Linked DNA regions of Zea mays: region 2 is linked to region 1. The links are chromatin contacts, called in public Hi-C maps. All regions are on one chromosome and are shown on one strand. The core of a region is the stretch at or near the end of the contact, and the rest is flanking DNA. Distances in the headings are between cores, read along the strand shown. Region 1 holds the start of LOC100284892 (alpha-L-fucosidase 2). Region 2 holds the start of LOC103650144 (neutral/alkaline invertase 1, mitochondrial).

Region 1 (3,949 bases), core at 575-3,074:
CAAGTCTACTAGTGAGCTTTAGCATCACCGCTAGAAGACAAGATACGGGGGTGAATATAGATTTATGGGGATAAGGATGGGTCCAAACTCGGTGGAGAATTCCCCAGCAACACCTTTATATAAACCTTAGAGCACTATGCTGATGGTAGTTTCTTTTGAATAAGAAAAGGAGACAATATGAAAGGTATTAAGGTGTGCTGTTTTCGTCGCATCGAGAAAAGAAAAGAAAAGAAGGGATTTGGGCGGTCCTGGTTGGTTCTTTACGGCGTAGCCCGGGAAATCAGGTGGGCGATTTCTTCATATACATAATTTGTACTGTGTGATCTCATAGAGTGGCGGGGGTTTTGTTTTTGTTGGCAACAATAATTGAAAGTCCGATGTGACTCGGCAACACTGTCAAGTTAGACGGGACGACTCGAGCGCGGACTGATTGGTGGAATCGAGTAGTGTATGGTTGGGTTGCGATGGGCGAAGAAGGGGCCGGGGGGTCCGTTCAAGGACGACGCTGATCTTTCCCGATTTCGGACACGTCCAAAAGGACCCTCTCCCTGCACAGAGCACAACACATGGGCAGGCGCTGTTGGGCCGCCTCACCTCGAGCGACGTCGACGTACCTTCTTGCTGCGGTTGGGACCTACCTAGCTTCTCTCCCGAGTCCGGACGGTTGAAACCCTCGCAAGCTGTCTGCCCATCACCGTCGGCCGGCTACTTTACCAGCTCTCCCGAGACCCCGCCGGTGCCGGTGGAAAAACAAAAAAACTGCTAGCTCGGTCGCATCTAGCTTGGTACGTTGATTGCAAAGTGACATCGCAACCGCCGTGCCGCTCGCTCTGTCTTGGTGGGGCCCCCCGAGCGTACGTCACGCTTGCACTTGGCATCTCGCGCGCGCTCTGGCCGAAGCAGTCGCCATGACGGACAAGGAATGCGTTTCCGTGCGTCCAAGGAGGCCACGACAGATCGATAAAAAACCTTCCTGCTGGTTCCAGTTCCAGCCAGCGTCGTGTCGTGTGGTGCCACCGGGCGTAAACCTAAACCGTAGGGCTCACTCTTGTCTTGTGTATAAATATAAAGTCGCTCTCGAGCACGACGAATGCGCGTCATGCGGTGCCACAGGACGCGCGCAGCCCGCTCTCCTCCGTCTGCGCGCGCACGAGCGGAGCGGCCACTGTCGTGCTCGCGATGGCGTTGTTGCTTGCTGCTCCCGCCACAGGACGGGACGGCGGTGCCCACTATAGCTTATAGCTATATACGCGGGAGCTTCCGATCTGTACTCCTACATAAGCACAGTCGACAGGTCGATCGGTATCCGCGGTCCTGCGCCATTAACAAGTCACACGGGGCCGGACGGGTGGTGGGCGCGCCCCGGCACCTACCTGATGATGTCGTCCCGTCCCTCCCCTCCCGCGCCGCCGTCGGTCCCCGAGGCAGCAAGCGAAGCCGATCAGATGCGCCGTCGCCGTTCCGCCCTCGCGCGCGCGCGTCGCGCATCCAGCCTTTATTACTCCAAATGCTTGGAGTATATCGCAAAAACCATCATCAACAGACCCCGCCACCCCACCAACCGCCCTTGACTCCAAGCATGGCGCCATAGATGCCAGCGGAGGGTCCTGATCGATTCATAAACACGCGCGTTAATGCATCGCCTTTCTCCGCGCGCTTGGCCTTTTCCTTTTCCTTTTCTTTTCTCCCCACCACCATTGTTGTATTGTATCGCTCCGTCGGTTCGTCGTCGTGCGACGTCTCGTCATCTCCCGACAACGAGGAGATGCTATGCTGCTACTACTACGGTACTACCTACTGTGGGAAAAAAGGCTGAGGCCACACCTCAACCTCTCAACCTCAACTGCTGCATGCCGCCTATACATACTACGCACGCAGTCGCGCCCGGCCCTGCACTGCACTGCACGGGCGCGGCGGGAGATCGAGAGGAGACTTTGCTCGCTTTTGGTGGGCATCCGCGCGGAGCGTGACCACAGACGGTGTAGAGACTAGATAGATCGGAAGGGGATCTAGGCATAGAGAGCGAGGAGGATGACCGGCGTTGTTGCAGGCGCCGGAGGGGGCAACAAGGCGGCGGGCGCCACGCTGCGGCTGCACCACTACCTTGTGATGGCCGGGGTGGCGGCGGCGTTCGTCCTCGCCTGCCTCCGGTACGCGCCGGACCCCGCGGGGTACGGCTTCCTGGCCGTGGCGCCGCGGCCGGTGGAGGCCGATGCTGGTGCCCGGCGGGACACCACTCCTCCACCGCGCCCGTCGTCGTCGTCGTCGTCGGTGGTCATCTTCAACTTCGGTGACTCCAACTCCGACACGGGCGGCATGGCGGCGGTCAACGGGATGAACATTAACCTGCCCGAGGGACGCACCTTCTTCCGCCGCCCCACCGGAAGGCTCTCCGATGGCCGCCTCGTCATCGACTTCATCTGTGAGTAGCTAGTTCTCACTTCGTTCCTTCCACGATCGTCGCGAGCTCAAACTGGTACGACATAGACGTGCTTTCCCCACGCCACGCTTGGAATTCAACTTCAAGCAAGCGCAGTAAAATCCTTCACTTTTTTTTTGCCTCCTCCATTTTCTTTTTTTGTAAACTCTCCATCAGATCCTACATAGACTGAGTACTGAAACACACCACCAATGAACGGTTTGGATTTCTCTCTAAACTCTAAACGAGAGGTTTAGATGCATAGTTTAAAATTAGCTCTAAACTTTACCTCGCCTTCTATTATTACACTAGAGCTTTATTAGAGATTAAAAATAAACTAAATATTCTAATAAAATAATTAAGGCTCTAAAGTTCAGTGTGGAGAACCAAACAGACCTTCAACTGTCGGATCAAGTAGACCGCTAGGTACGTCCAGCACTCCAGCTTGTTTGTGCGCAGAAAAGAAATATATAATGGTGACTGTTATCTTCTAAATAAAAGGCTAAAAAGAAACAAATGGGCTTTTTCGCGATGCAAGTGGAGGAAAGATGATGAAATTAAAGGACGTTGACGTAGCATGCATCGGCCATAGTGGGATTTGAAAAAAAGAGGTTTATGTCGGCCCGAAGGTACATGTGCGTACTCCGTCCGTCGCTATTTAAGTGTGGCCCGTGACAATCATGCCAATTATTTTTTTTCGCCTCGACTCCGACTAGATTTATAGAAAAATATTTACGACAATTTATATCTCCGAATAAACGTATTATTAAAGACAACAAACTATCTAATTAAGGGTAGTGATTATGTACTGGTACTCAATGATTATATACTATAAATATGAATATTTTAGAATCAAGGCCCTGTTTCAATCTAACTGGATAAATTTTAGTTAGCTTAATGCTAAACTTTAACCATATAAATTGAAATGCTAAAGTTTAGTTCCTTGGTGTGTTTGGACTACTCTAATAAAGTTTAGCATATTGGAATAAAAAGACACATATGCTCCTAATACGGAGAGAGAGGAAATGAGGTTAGAGGGCATGGGTGGAAAATGGGGTTCCCTGTCCCACATTTAGCTACTTTTAGCACCCCTTGAGCAGCTTATGAGATAATATGTGCTAAATTTTATCACACCATTATTAGTTCTCCTGTTTAGATCACTAAATGGCTAAAAGTAGTTAAAAAAAGCTGCTAAAGTTTATCTAGTGGGATTGAAACTGGAACTAAGTGCGATTGATTTGTCGGGAAGAACCATAGGTAAAAAAAAGAAAAAGAGTGAGTACATCTCTGCACAACATAGGTAAAAAAAAAGATCATTAGTTCTTCACCTTTTCTTTTTCAAGAGGAAATTTTTACCATGCTACAGTTTGTTGGACAGATCTATAATTGGGTTTTGGCATGCAGGTGAGAGCCTGCACACGCCTTTCCTGAGCCCATACCTCAAGGCGCTGGGCGCGGATTTCAGCAACGGCGTGAACTTCGCCATCGGCGGCTCGACGGCGACGCCGGGGGGCTCTCCATTCTCGCTGG
Region 2 (3,949 bases), core at 972-3,471, 250 kb after region 1:
TGCCGTAGAACATTCAAGACTGGATCAAAAACAAAACACAAAGTGTACATGTAGATAACCCCAATTTGTCTAATTTGTGAGACATAAAGCTTACTGGACATATGCTACAGTAAATAATGCAGAAGAAATAGAATGTCAAGACAAAATATGGTTCAACAGCAATCCTAGTCTTGTACCAAGATTTCGGCTTATTTGCAAAGGAGATACGAGATTTGCAAGCACAACTAAAGGTAAGATTTATTCAAAAAATCTGTTTGATTTATCTAGTATACAACTAGAAACACAAATAAGTCTAGTATGCAACTAGAAGACATATTATGAAATAAATAAGTAGTGTTACATGAACATCCTTTTTGCCAGGGTTTGTAATTGGTTGCAAATTACAGGACTACATACAATTGAAACCCGAGCTAAGCTTTGACAGATAAAATACCAGCAACTAACATGGTAGAGGTAAAAATAACTTTTGGAGTATCAAAAAGACTACAAGCTAGCGGCAACAAAAAATGGGTTACTAACATCTCTGTAACACTTGCTACATAGGTGTTAGTTAGCCATACAAATTTCTAAAATTCTAAAAATAAATGTAAAATCTAGTAATTAAAATTAGAGGAATTCTATCTTCTAACAAAGGAAACAATAACAAACTAAGTAAATCTAAAGCGGGCTACAAAAAACTAATTGAAATGACCTTAAACAGTGTCCCGGTTCGCACAGAAAATATTCCTAGCTCTAAGTTCACCAAAATAAAGGAACATGCCAAGTCCAAGACACAGATTAGTTTCATTGTGATGCCCTCTATACAAAAAGGATTTCCAATTGATACAATGCCAACTCGTAAATTTCGCAAGGAAAAGTTGGGACCATGTTTGACAAGGCACGTCAGATCTTTCAGTAAACCATATCAAGGAAAGCTGGCAGATCTGGACTAGGCAAGTAAATCCCCTTTATATTAGCTTTCTTGTCATGAAAATTTCCACACAATAACCACGCATGGACCTGGCCACAAATGAATTCCAGTCAGTGTTATGATCCAAGCTGAGCCATTACCTGCTAGCATATCTCCCCACTAGGACTCCCAACAAAGCAAAGTTGAACCTGTTCTTTAATTCAATACCTAGAGACTTGAAGACTCCTAACACGAAGAAGCTCGATCTATCCAACAAGACAAGAAAAAAACGTAAACAAAAAGCAACCATACAGAGTGAATGTGCAGGATCTACTTACCACGATGCTGATGAACACGACCTTCTCGTTCTCGCTGCATCAGGGGCCCTTCCTCGTCGTCCGCGCATCGCCATCGAGCAGCTCATCACTCCTCCAGCACCCTGCCCCTTCTTGGACCCAGGGCACGACACCATTCTTGATGTCTGGGAGGGAGGGATCGGCGACCACCCCTTGCGTCGTCCGAGGGGGAGATGAGGTGAATGGGGATAGGAGGATGAGTGGCGGCGAGGGCGTGCATGGAGACAGCGAGGGCGGGTTCTGCGATGCGTGCGGAGGAATGGCGACGACGGATGTGGGATGGAGAGCGGTTAGGTTTTTGTGGCTGGGTGTGATAACAATTCGATGGGTGGATTTTGTGTGTGTGCGCGTGGGGGTTACACATGCACAATATGGAGGTCGGACCCGTGCGGTGCGTGCAGGCGCACCTGGTCGGCTGTTCTGTGGTCAGGGCTTTCTTTAGTTAGAAAGAGGCCAGGGCTTCAAATATATAAACTATATATATATATATATATATAACATACGATAAATTTTGTTTTAATAAAGCACAAAATATATGTTTTCTATTGATTAGGTGAATATAGTGCCAACAACAAGGTTTAGAACACTCAATTATACATAATTTCACCTTATTTTTTTACATAAACTCTCCTATTATAGCAGTATAGAAGAGATTATAAAATTGCGGGTTGATTATAAAGAAATGTAGGATTTTTTTAAAAAATATTGACACGGGACGACCGTTGAAACTGATGATTTAATATAGTAAATAAAAGATATACACGGTGCTAATTTAAAATTATACCATGAATTTCTAAGCATGAGAAAAATACATTACCCAAACACGATTTTCACGATGGTAATTTCATCCAGCCCTACAGCCAAAAGAAGGACAATGACCACCATTTCTCCATTTAGCCAATGGGCATGCTGCATGCAGGGAAAAAACTTCAGAAACGTGACCTTTAAATCCAAGGTGGACCCCACCAGCTACCGCGCGATCTTTTATGAGCTGTCTGGTTGCTTTTGCTTGCAACATTTTAGACCTCGCCGGCGGTATATAACATTATTAGCATTTTTATGTGGTTGGTTACATGTACACTATCATTGACCTGGGAAAACAGATGCAAGCGAGGCTCTCTAGCCTGGTGTGCCATAGGCCCATAGAAAGCGGGTGACTTTAAACTCGTTCTTTTATTATATATCTTTTAGTTAAGATATTTAATTATCAAACTGATTTTGCTTTTATGTTTTTAACATGGTAGGAACAAAACTTGATCACACTTGTTATATAAATTTAAATATTAATTTTATTTATATCACTTTTATATACTCATAAATGCAGCCAAACATAAATTATATCTGATTTGTAGAAGCTCCAACAAGTCAATAACCCACCAAAGAAAGGCTCTTGCTGTCAGTATTGCACATGCTGGACCTGCCTAAAAGGAGCCTGCCTCCTCAAATATACAAGCCACGGTGGCCAGGCTCCGAGAAAAGGAAATCAAACAGCCCCTATAAAAAAAAGCCTGGCTCCCTCCCAGCTCTCCTCTGCCTTATGCTCCCCAGTCCCCACCTAACCCAAACCGAACCGGCCCTTCGCACTTCCGCAGAACGAGCACTCGTGGACCAAATATTTGGCACAAGTTAGCTTTGCCTGTTTCTTGCGTGTAGATCCCTCAAGGTTTCTCCGCCGCGCGCCCGTGCCCTTCGCCGGAGCTTGCCATATGAATGGTCAAACCCCGATGGGGCTCGCCGCCGTAGCAGTGAGGCCGTGCTGCAGCCGCCTCATCTCGTCCGCCTCCGCCGCCGCGGCGTCAAAGACGGCGGCGGGCACCGCGACCTCGCTCTTCCCCAGATTGCCCCACCCGCACCACCCCCCGTACGGCCGGCGCCTCCCCTTCCTCGTCTCCGCGGCGTCGCAGTCGCAGGCCGGCCCGGGCACTCCTCCCACCCCTGTACCAGCCCCCGTCCCCTCCGACCCCCGCGCTGCCGTTTCCGGCAACCTTCCTTTCTTCGACCGCGTCCTCTTTCCCGACTCGTTCCCGCTTGAGACCCCGCCCTCCAAGGAGGAGGAGGACGCGGCAGCGCTGCAGACCGATGAGGCCGTGGCGCCGGCCGTCCCCTTGAGGGAGGAGACGGAGACAGAGAGGGAGGCGTGGAGGCTGCTGCGGAGGGCGGTCGTCAGCTACTGCGGCGAGCCCGTGGGGACGGTGGCGGCGGAGGACCCCGAGTGCACGGAGATGCTCAACTACGACCAGGTCTTCATCAGGGACTTCGTGCCCTCCGCGCTCGCCTTCCTCATGCGCGGCGAGACCGAGATCGTCCGCAACTTCCTCCTCCACACCCTCCAGCTTCAGGTGAGCTGATCCCGATCCTGCTTACTAGTTCCTCGTCTGGTCAAAAATTAAAATTCCAGAAGAATTTAGTTCTAGCTGAAGTATTTAGTTAGCAACAGTGTCAATGGCGTGTACGGCAAGATTTTGTTTTCGCGGAGTTGTGATTGGAAGTAAACAGGCAACCATGTTTGTCAAAACTATGGTTTTACAATACTATACTTTGCAATTATCATAAAAATACTATATAGATTGTAATTCTTTTAGTTCTAGCTGAAGTATTTTTGTTACCATTTCTGGCCGTTTATTTCTCGCCTTTTTCAATTGTAATTCTTTTGTTCAACTAGATAGATTGCAATAATCAATGCTAAAATGATGAAAGGAATGTG

What was found. A called contact is a pair of places that touch in the nucleus more often than the background predicts.
Region 2: a contact with region 1 is called in a Hi-C map of endosperm, with 6 times the contacts expected there. The contact joins the promoter of LOC103650144 here to the promoter of LOC100284892 in region 1. A contact is called at or near these places in 2 of 25 Hi-C or Micro-C datasets (bundle sheath and endosperm).

The regions. Positions count from the first base shown.
Region 1 is chr3:61,089,321-61,093,269 of Zm-B73-REFERENCE-NAM-5.0, forward strand. LOC100284892 (alpha-L-fucosidase 2) reads left to right here and starts at 1,825. Exons shown (of 5, transcript NM_001370684.1): 1 at 1,825-2,422; 2 at 3,824-3,949. The coding sequence starts at 2,032.
Region 2 is chr3:61,340,392-61,344,340 of Zm-B73-REFERENCE-NAM-5.0, forward strand. It overlaps LOC103650144 (neutral/alkaline invertase 1, mitochondrial), which reads left to right and starts at 2,222. Exons shown (of 6, transcript XM_008675791.2): 1 at 2,222-3,584. The coding sequence starts at 2,952. LOC103650143 (a long non-coding RNA gene) reads right to left here and starts at 1,699. Exons shown (of 3, transcript XR_002268359.2): 1 at 1,228-1,699; 2 at 1,118-1,155; 3 at 1-999.